Regions from separate parts of the Capra hircus genome. Here region 2 is linked to region 1. Evidence: chromatin contacts called from public Hi-C data. All regions are on one chromosome and are shown on one strand. Each heading gives the region's core, a stretch centred on a gene start, on an enhancer-like site or on the middle of the called end of the contact. The rest is flanking DNA. Distances are from core to core; before and after follow the strand shown.

Region 1 (5,448 bases), core at 2,007-4,506:
TGCTCTGCCCTGGCGGCTGCTTTAGCAATATGAGCACGGGGAGTCCCCTGGGTGGGTCTGGAAGTGTGGTGGGTCTGGAAGGCTGGAGGAAAGGCCCATCTAGGAGGTCACTTGCTCCACCATCTCCTCTCTGCCTTCTCTGAGGCCCTGGAGGCAGAGGAGGGGGTGGGTGGGGGGGACTCACCTCCCTAAAGGGGGGCAGGAAGAGCAGTGGGTAGGGTGTTTCAGCAGGAGCCACCAGGTGGCATTGCGGCCCCATCCCAGGAGCCTGGTGAGACCCAGAGTGGTTCCCGGGCCCGTGGGTCTCTCCCTGGGGTGCAGCTGGCGAAAGTGCAGATTCCAGGGCTCAGCAGATCGGAGGCAGCAGATCTGGGCCGGGGAGAATGAACCAGCATCTTGGACAGCCCTCCAAGGTGATTCCTGAATCAAATTACTTTCATTTCTCAGGCCCTGACAAGATGTAGCTTAGAGATGCTCCCTCCCCAAAGAGAGCCAGGCTGGAGGATGGGCCTGGGGCAAACAGTGCTTGTCTATCCAGGAAGGAGGGCGGAGACACACCTTAGGAGCAGTCTAACACTTGATCTGAAGCTAATTAAATTCTTGCCAGAGGCTTGCTGTGGCTAAGACCCTAGGCAAACCCAAGTTGGGGCCTGTCAGGGGTATCAAACACAGCCCTGGGCTGAAGAAACCTTTAACTCCAAGGTGCTGTTTACCATAATCAAGGATTCCCCTGGAGCTCTTAATCAGCTCAGAGGGCTGAGGGCTCCCAGTGAAGCCGTTACAGCTGATTTTATTTTATTTTTTTTTTATAATCTGCCTCATTCCACAAAGGAAGTACATATAATAAAATATAAAACAATAGAGAAAATAATAAATTTATGAAGAAGCTCCAATGCCTTGGCCAACTGATGCGAAGAGCCAACTCATTAGAAAAGACCCTGATGCTGGGAAAGGTTGAGGGGAGGAGAAGGGAGAGACAGAGGATGGCATCGTTGCACAGCATCATCGACTCAATGGACATGAGTTTGAGCAAATCCTGGGAGACAGTGAAGGACAGGGAAGCCTAGCGTGCTGCAATCCATGGGGCTGCAGAGGCAGACGCGACTGAGTGACTGAGCAACAAGCACCGCAGTGAAGAAGCATAGGCTTGAATGAAATAAACACGAGTGTGAGTTGCCCAGCCTGGTGACGGCAAGTGCATGGTGTGCCCAGAGTGTGTTCCCCATGGCTGCGCTCACAGCAGACGCCACTAACTGATCACGGGTCTCATTCTCTGAGCCCAGATGTGCTCGGCCTATGCTTCCAGCTGATCTCCCTCAGTGCAGCCTCTGAATCCTTCTCAGCTCAGCACATTTGATCAGTCTGGCTGGAATGCAGAGAGAAAGCAGTTGCCAACCTTGAGCTCTAGTTGTTCAGTTGAACCCTATATAATTTTACCTTGAGCTTCCTGGTGGTCAAAGCAATACAGGGAAAATGTTCAGACATATAGCTTTAATTTCTCAAGATTTCCTTAGCTTAGCCACTAGGAAGACTGCAACTGGCCAGAATCTAGAATTCAAGACGGCTCAATTCAGTCAGTTCAGTCTCTCAGTCATGTCCGACTCTTTGTGACCCCATGGACTGCGGCACACCAGGCCTTCCTGTTCATCGCCAACTCCTGGAGTTTACTCAAACTCATGTCCATTGAGTCGGTGATGCCATCCAACCATCTCATCCTCTGTCATCCTCATCTTCTCCTGCCTTCAATCTTTCCCAGCATCAGGGTCTGTTCAAATGAGTCAGTTCTTTGCATCAGGTGGCCAAAGTATTGGCGCTTCAGCTTCAACATCAGTCCTCCCAATGAATATTAAGAACCGATTTCCTTTAGGATGGACTGGTTGGATCTGCTTACAGTCCAAGAGACTGTCAAGAGTCTTCTCCAACACCACAGTTCAAAAGCATCTGGAGTTGCAGAGGAGTCAGACACGACTTAGCGGCTAAACCACCATCACTCTGCTCTGCAAAGGGACCCATGAGCTACCCCTCTCCCATGGTGGGCTTACAGGAGGAGAGAGGCTAAGAAAAGAGACAAGGCTTGGTGTTTGGCTGAGGGCTGTGGTTCCTGGCCAGATAAGGAAAATCTGGTACTTCAGCTGGACTCAGAGCCGTAAGGGGGCAGGGATGGGCTCTGGTTCAACTTAGTGGTCCCTCGGCACCCAGACAGCAATTCCACCGCACAAGGTTGGGGGTTGGGGACACCCATCCCCTGGCCTGAGAAGGGCTTAGTCCATGGGTCAGGTAGATCTGGGCTCAAACAGGACGCTCAGGCGCTCAGGAGCCACGCCAGCCCCAGCAGACCTCCTCACCGCTTGGTGCCTCTCTTATCTCATCTGAATGTCGGGAGGATGACAGGGTCACGCCAGGTGCAGATCACAGGAAGGATGCGGAACCTGTAGGCACCTGGGCTCCCAGGAACCCTGAACCAGAGCGGACAACTGTCTCCCTGGGCTTTGCCCATCTCCTAGTGCACCCAGCTGAGCAGACATCCATCCTGTCTGTCTGAGACCAGGGCGGCAGAGGGTGTGGGGCCCATATGGAGGCTGAGGGGCTGCAGGAGGCGGGGCCAGAGGAGCCTGGGGCCCTGTGAGGCAGTGGGGGGAGAGTCTAGGTGGTCATAGGGCAGAACTTCCCTGCCCTTCAGTAATGCCAGTGGGGCTGGGGGAAGGGCCCAGCGGGATGCCTGGGACAAGTAGGCAGGAGGGTGTCAGACCCCGGGGATCTCTGCCTGGGGTCTGTCTCAGGACCCTCAGGCCCCTGGAGTTGGGGATGACACCAGTGTGAGGCCAGCAGTCAGGTGAGCACTAGGAAGCCTCCAACTCCTTTCTTCCGCAGGCGCCTCTCTCCTCCTCAATCCCCTGGGCCTGGGTGGCAGAAGAGGAGAGCCAGGACGGCCCAGAAAGCCCAGAGCGCCATCCCCACAGAACGGCAGCAGAGCAGCGTTCTCTGGCTGAGAACACGATGGGAAATCTGGGTGGGCCGGGCTCTGGGGCTGAGGCTGGGAGTCTCGAGAGGCTGGTGTGGGGGTGCAAGGGAGCCCTGAGGCAGCTCCTGATCAGCGACTTCAACGGGACCTTGGCCTCCTCCCAAGGCGGGTGAAGGGGATGGGAGGTGGGGTGTTGAAGGTTCTACCAGGCCTGTCCTCACGGGCCCTGTGAGTCGGGGCGGGCTCAAAACCGCGTCTGTGAATACCGTAGAGAGGACAGAGATGACGGCAGAGAGATGCGGGCCGGGCCACTTCCTGGGGGGTGCCCACCTCGTGAGGCATGTGTGAGCCTGGCAGCTGGAGGGCGCCAGAGCCAGGCCCGGAGCGGCCTGGAGCTGGACTCTGAGGACATCCCCCTGCCTCCACAGCCGCTCTCCACCCCCGCCCCCACCCCCCACCCCCCACCCCCCGATTTCCCCAGACGACCCCAGGGTGGTGTTGCAAAACCCCGTCACCATAGCACTGAGCCTCACTCCTGCCTCCTTGCAGGACCCAGTTTCTCCACCTCCTGCTCCACCCTGCTGCCCCCAGGCCCATGAAGTTCCATGAGGAAGGACTATAAACCGGCTTCTCTCATGCCCAGCTGGCCCCGAGAGCCGGTCATCTGTGTGCAGGGACCCTGGGCTCTGGCCTCCTGCCTCCCTCCCCAGAAGCTGGGCCAGCTGAGGGGCTGCCAGACCTTCTGCGGGGGCAGGGCCACCCCCAGGCTGCCATCACCCCCACTGATGCCCGGGCTGGGGGGCATGCTATGCGGGGGACTGGCCACAAAGGGCCCCCACAGTGCCTGGGTGCTGAGCTCCTGGGCAGTGCCAGCTCACGGCTCCCGGGGGCCAGGTAGGAGGCCTAGGTGGGCACCAGTTTGCTGTCTGGGTTTGGGGGAGCCAACGGTGGTGCCCAGGAAGTGTCCAGAAGGCTGGATGCTGTGTGACATAGCCATCACCAGGGTCAGAATAGGGCCCTTCTGTGTGGACTGGCAGGCGGTGCAGGTCTTCTGGGAGCAGGCCTAGGGGCCTGACTGCCTCCACCGGAAGAGAAATACTTCAGTGTTCTAGTAACTAGCATGGCTAGCATAGGTGAGTTCCTCTGCATGTCAGCCCTGTGCGCGCACACACACACATGCGCGCTCACACACGGGCCCTGAACCTCCTGAGCTGAGTCCATTCCCGGATGGCAGGACTTCCAGCTCTCCTCTCAGCTGCAGGTGGCCGATGGTAGCAGGAAAGGCCGAGTGCTGCCAGCCTGGAATGTTCCAGGCCTGTGTAGCAGAGCCTCCCTCCACCGACCCCAATTGTGCCTGTTCTAGGGCAGAGACTCCTCCAGCCCCTGCTCTAGGATCTTCCAGGTGAGCAAGTTCCCCAGGCTGAGGAGCCGCCAGCAAAGGGGGGTCATCGTGATGCTGGCGTGGCCATCCCCAGCGCATCTCCTGGGCCAGGACTGCCACCACCTCTGCCCCCTGCAGAGGGACGGAGACCTAAGTTGTCACCCTGCCTCTGGGTGAAGACCCGCTGCTCCCTGGGAACCTGTGGGCTCATTCATTCATTCAGTCATCCCATGAACATTTAATGGGCACCTGTTACGAGCCAAGCCCGGTTCTAGACCCTTGAGAACACAGCTGCAGACACCTCCATGGCACTTGTATTCTGGTGAATGCAAGGGAGTCCTGCACACTCACCTGTACACAACTACACGCACACACACACAACCGCCAGCTGCCGACAGCACGGTCCATGCTGAGTGTTGCTGGGGACCCCTGGGGCCCATCCAAGGCCTCTGGCATCCTGTGGAAGGAAGTAGCATAATGAACAGCCAGTGGAACAAACAGGAAAGGGGGTGGGAGGCTCATCACTCAGCCCCCGCCCCTCCAGCCACACTCTGCAGGACTCAATTCTCCCCCCACCCCGGCACCCTCCTTCCTGGCCAAACCAAATAAATTCAGAACACCTGCTGGTCCTGGGGGGGGGGGAGCAACAGGCCCAATGACTTCACCTCTGTTAGTCTCATCTGTGAAATGGGGACTACAGTTCCTGACTCCCAGGGTTATTGTGGGAATCAAATGACCTAAAGCACTTCCTGAGCTACTTCCTGTTAGTGAATTCCCAGGGTGGTCCTAGGCCTCAGGGGGATTCCCCATCCCCTTGGGGTGGGCCTCCCTGGACCTGAACGTGGAGGTTGGAGAACTCTGGTGCCTCCAGACCAGGAACTGCTGGTTGGTCTATGAGGCTGCGGCCGGGCAGGAAGAAATCTGTGTCCAGCCCCCTGCCCGATGGGTAGGAGGGGCCACTAGAAGCCAGCGAGACGTGCACGCCGCCCCCCCCCCATCCCCCAGCAGTCGCCTCTGAAGTCACTTCCCCAGCACCTGCCTTCTGGGCCGGGGGAATGTCAGGCCCAGAGCCAAGCTCCCCCCTCACACCCTAATGTTGCCCCAG
Region 2 (5,448 bases), core at 1,816-4,315, 60 kb before region 1:
CTGGAGTGGAGAATCTTTTGAGAGGCTGCTGCTGCTGCTGCTAAGTCGCTTCAGTCGTGTCCGACTCTGTGCGACCCCATAGTCGGCAGCCCACCAGGCTCCCCCGTCCCTGGGATTTTCCAGGCAAGAACACTGGAGTGGGTTGTCATTTCCTTCTCCATACAACCACACCCTTTGGAGGTCTTGCCATAATCACGGTCTCCCCTATCTCCAAGCTGGTCATCTGAAAGCTTGCCTCACGTCTTTCTAGAGTAGTTCTTCTTGCTCCTTTTCCTGCCTCCAGAACTCCCAGATTCACCTCTGAAATGGACTGGAGGTTTCCCAAAAGATTTCTGTCTGTAATCTCTCACTAGAGGTGGCTCAGCTCTCCGCCAGGAAAAAGCCCGAGGCAAGTTATGACAAAGGCTGACTCCAGCTGGAAGGAAATGCTGGAAAACCAACCCAACTTGATATTTCATTAAATAACTGAGACACGCATATACTCAATGACTGTACCCTGAAGGCGATGTCACCCCACTCCAGTGCTCTTGCCTGGCAAATCCCATGGACGGGGGAGCCTGGAAGGCTGCAGTCCATGGGGTCGCTAAGAGTCGGACACAACTGAGCGACTTCATTTTCACTTTTCACTTTCATGCATTGGAGAAGGAAATGGCAACCCACTCCAGTGTTCTTGCCTGGAGAATCCCAGGGACGGGGGAGCCTGGTGGGCTGCCGCCTACGGGGTCGCACAGAGTCGGACACGACTGAAGCGACTTAGCATCAGCAGCAGCAGTACCTTAAGCTTCTAGTGTGTGCTTGGCATTATGCTAGGTGCTTGAAAGACCAGGCTGAACGGCAGGGCCACTCATCGCCCTGGACAGGAGGCCACCTGTGTCTACCCAGAGCCTGCACCCCAACCCCTCCTCTATCATGCTTCAGGTATCTAAAAACCTAGATATTGCTGCCTAAATGGCCCAAGCATAGTTTTAGGATTTATATGAGCAACTTCTCCAGGTCCATCCAGGGGGACAACATGCCCTCCTATGCACCCCTAGAGATGTGACTAGTGGTAGCTGCAGGCAAGTTGTGTAGACAGAGTTTGGGCCTGTGGGCTGGGGTGTTCACAGGCCAGCATCCTAGGCTACTTGTGACACAGGGCAGAGATGGAGCTAGGAAGAGAACTGGGGTGGGTGGCACGGAGGGCTGGGGTCAGGGCCAACTTACTCCACACCGCCACGTTCCCGCACAGAATTCCAGAGTACAAGAATTCTAAATTTCAGCATGGCCTTCTTGGTCGTTGTAAAGAATATTTCTCAAGGCAGAAGAACATGTTTTATTTTCAGTTCAGTTCAGTTGAGGAAGGGGGTAGGGAGGGATGATGGAATCCAGCTGTTTAGCCACCTGCCAATCACCATCACCAACACTCCTGGCTTGAGGGAAGGGGATCTGGAGCAGGGTAGGAAAGGAAGGTAGTTTATGCCCATTTTTCACGGATTGGCTAGGGTGGGGAGTGGGAATCCAGCCCAAGGCAGAATAGCACCATCATTCTCAAAGTGTGGTCCGTGGACCAGCAGAATCAATATCACCCAGGGCTTTTTAGGCTCTTGGCCCCCTGCAGGAAAGACAGGGTCCTTCTAGGAAGGACAACACTATGGGGCATTTCTAGGCTTAGAGGACTCCCCAAACCCACTCCTCTAGCTTCATGTGGAGATTCTATGAAGGAGACTTTTTACTAGAAAGAGAACAGTTATTTATTGAGTAGGCAGGGTGTCTAAGAGTGGCCAAATACTTCATGGGCATTACCACATTTAATCCTCAACAGCCACCCTCAAGATTGTTCCCATGATTTTCCCTTTCAAGGGCTCGGTCTAGAGAGGTTAATTAAGTACCTTTCTTATTTGCCTTGGGTCACAAGGCTCCCAGGAGCCTCCCTGGTCTTTGTGATTCTCACATCACACTAACTTCACCTTTATGCTGAACAGTGTTTCTCGAGTGTGACTTAGAATCACTCTGAAGCCTTGTTAAAGCAAACTTGCTAGGCTCACACCTCAGAGTTTCTTAATCAGTAGATCTGAGATGGGGCCCCCAAACACATGTTCCTGACAAGTTCCCAGATGCTACCGCTGCTGCTGCTGCTGGTCTGAGGACTGCGCTTCGGGAACCACCTTGCTGGGCAGGGATCCAGCTCCCCAGCCTACTCCACCCATGCAACACCAGCATAATCAAGTTCTTGTGAGATGTCAGTGAGATAATGGGAGAGAAAGAGCTTTGTCAGCAAGACAGGTCAATGGCTCTAGTCATTACACAGGGACCCAAGGAGGGCGATGGGATGCAAGTGGGGGTACCACAGCCATCTGAAGATCTTTTGCCACCCATCTTAACTCTGAGCCACTTCTTCTCAAGAGAGAAAGCCACCTTCACAAGGGATGGACCAGCAAGCCCTCCCTGCCACCCAGCTCATCACCCCAGCCTCCTCCCCTTACCTCCGGCAGCCTGCTAGAACTGTCTCAGCAGCTGGCTGGCCTGGGCTACTTCTCCAGGGGCCAGTCCAGACAAGCTGGTGCAGCATCAAGCCTTATGATTCACGGCCCTGGGGCTGGGTCCTGCTCACCACCCCTGTGAGACTCGGGAGGCCCCTGACTTCCCTTCTCTGAGCCTCAGGTTGCTCATCGGTAAAACGGATGCAACACTTGGCCAGAGTCTTGTGAATTCAACGGCCAGTCCTTGTAAAGTACTCTTCTTAAGCCAGAGTTTGGCATAGAGCCTGGCCCATGGCGAGAGTTCAATCCGTGGTGGCTGTTAGTATTTTCAAATCGTGTCTGGGTCCAAGCTACGTCTTGATAGAGGCCCGGACTTGGAACGCAAGCCGCTCCCACGCCGCCGTTCCCCGTAGCACCCGGATATACCCGCCCTGGAATGCCAAGTGTGGGCCCCCCCTCCCCTCGCCCGGAGGCGTGCCTGCCCGGGCTAGGGTTGCCAAGGCAGGGCAGGATTAGACAGGCGGTGAAGCGAGGGAAGGGGCGTTCCTAGGGAGTGGCCTCTTCCTAGGAGGGCTGGTGGCGGGGGGATATAGCCCCGGAGCGAGGGAGGCAGAGGCAGGGATGCTGGGAGGACCTTCCAGCGGCCTGGGAGGAGCCTGGGAATGTTGAGGAAGGCTGAGGAGGGGGCGGGACCGTTAGGTAGCGCTGAGACGGGGCGCTTCCCACCCAGCCTGGGCTGGAGCTCGGGGCCTGGGCCAGAGAGAGCTTTTTATCCAGGCAAGGCCCGGCGGCTGGAGGTGGAGTGGGGTAGGCCTAGGGAGGGCCCCATCCCCAGGGTGACCGTGGGGGCGGGGCCGACCGGGAATGTTTTTGGGGGGAGCCGTAAGCGGGGCGGGGCAAGGGGCGCAGCTCCCCTCGCCACAGGGCCCGAGGCGGGGGAAGGCCGAGGCGAGCAGAGCCGGATCGGGCTGGGAGCCCAGCCACGTTCCAGTAGAGCCTGGAGGCTGAGCTGGAGGCTGAGCTGGAGGCGCGGCTTGGGCCCCGTCCGGAGGCCGAGGGGCGTGCTCGGGGGGGCGGGTCCTCTGGAGGGGGCGGGGCCAGGCCGAGGCCGTTGAGTTCCCCGAAGACCGCTGGGAGGGGAACGGACGACCGAGCGACTGAACCCCGCGCTGCGCAGTGGGACGCGGAGCACTGGGGCGCAAGCGGGCGACTCTTGAGCTTGCAGCGCCGAGCTAAAAAAAAAAAAAGAGCAGAGGCGGCAGGTGAGAAGTGGGTGGGGGAGGCCCTCCGGCAAACCAGGAGCAAGGTTAGTCTTCGCCCCCAATTTCCAGAGCCCGCTCGGGGCAGCTTTCTCGGAACAAGTGACAGGTCGGGCCGCGCAGGCAAGCTGGTGGTTGATTGAGAAGGAGCTTAAGTTCCCAAGTCCTGACCGCCACCCGCCTCCCAGTTCTCTGCCTCCGCCGCGCACCAGCTGTGTGACCCCAGGCGCGTCCCCCTCGCCCCCCGATTAACCGGCTTTGGACCTCTCGGTTCCAGTACAAGGAGGGGCTGGACCCAGGTGGACTCCACTGCCCTTTCTCGCTAGGAACCCTCGGAAGGTGAGGCCGGCAAGTGAAAGCGAGAGCGGACTGCAACAGGTATTTCAGATCGCGTCACCCAGACTAGTCTGTTTCCCTGCAGAGTGGCACTGGGCAAAGCGGGCTCTCTGTGAGCTTGAAGCGCATTGCTTTAAGGGTCTCACTCGTTCCTCCGATGGGACTTGAACTCACAGGCCTGGGAAAGCTGGAGAGCGGAGGGGGCGTGGTGACCCAAGTCTGGGAGGTCTCAGCCTTCCCTTCCCCACACCTGTGAGAGCCCAGTAAGACGTGGGGTGGGAAACTCAGCGGGGACTTTGCCCATCGCGCCGCCCCCCCCACCCCCCGCCCCGCCCCGTCCCAGGGCTTTTCCAGGTGAGGAGGCTTGGGAGGCCCCTGGCGGAAGCTAGGGGACAAGTTCTTATCTGGGTGAGTGGGGAAGACAAGGGAAAACCCCACCAAACGTTGGGCCCAAAGTCAAGCTCAGAGCCTAGGGCGCTTGCTGCATGCCAATTCCTTCTTGGGCTGGAGGTTTCTGTCCCTGTGGCGGTGGGTGTTCTGTGTTGGGCCCTAGTAGCTAGTTCGGTGGTCAAGGCGTTGGGACCACATTGATTCGGGTTCCAGTCACTTTTCATGCTTCAGTTTCCTCATTGGTAAAATGGGCATAGTGATGGTAATCAACGATGGTGGTGGTGGTGGTTGTTTAGCTGCTAAGTTGTGTCCCTCTCTTTTGTGACCCTGTGGACTGTAGCCTGCCAGGCTCCTCTGTCCATGGAATTTCCCAGGCAAGAATACTGGAATAGGTTGCCATTTCCTTCTCCAGGGGATCTTCCCGACAACCCAGGAATTGAGCTTGCAACTCCTGCATTGGCAGGCGGATTCCTTACCACTGAGCCACCTGGTAGGGAGGACATAATACAATAATGTGTATACAGCGCTTAGCAAGGCGCCAGGCACCCAGTGAGCCCTCCCTGTGTGACATCTGCTCTGATGTGGATGGGCAGGTGATAGACTGGCTTCCTGCCTGGGAATGAGACTGTTTTTGGAGGGCTGGCTGAAGCTCCTGATCTTGTGAGAGCCAAAACTCGCCACCTGCCACCAGCAACACTTTGTCCATTTTGGGGTTGGGGGGGGCGTGTCATCTAGACCAAAGACTAGCTGAGTTTTGGGTAATACTCTTGCAGTCTTTAGGTATCTGGCTAAATAACCCCCCAGATGTTTACTTAACATCTATTATATATCAGATGGAGCTAGGTGATGTGATGTAGAAATGAACTAGCCTTCGGGTTCTGCACTCATTTTGAGTTGCTCCCAGTGGGGTCCCTATCCCCACCATGCCTCTGCTGGAGAAGATAACTCACACCCAGAGCTCAAGGCCAGATGAGATGTCATGGATATGGAACTGCTCTGGAGGC

The links. Hi-C and Micro-C count contacts between places; a contact is called where the count stands out from the background.
Region 2: a Hi-C map of blood shows a contact between it and region 1, with 4 times the contacts expected there. The contact joins the promoter of CD82 here to the enhancer-like site in region 1. A contact is called at or near these places in 3 of 5 Hi-C or Micro-C datasets (all in blood).

Annotation. Positions count from the first base shown.
Region 1 is chr15:8,297,244-8,302,691 of ARS1.2, reverse strand. No RefSeq gene overlaps it. Among named protein-coding and RNA genes, the nearest start is that of CD82, 60 kb to the left of the region's middle. Within about 2 kb of position 3,256, at least 1 of the 5 cell types and tissues checked has an H3K27ac peak or open chromatin away from gene starts, as enhancers often do.
Region 2 is chr15:8,357,186-8,362,633 of ARS1.2, reverse strand. CD82 (CD82 antigen) reads left to right here and starts at 3,065. Exons shown (of 9, transcript XM_018059211.1): 1 at 3,065-3,236. The coding sequence starts at 3,122.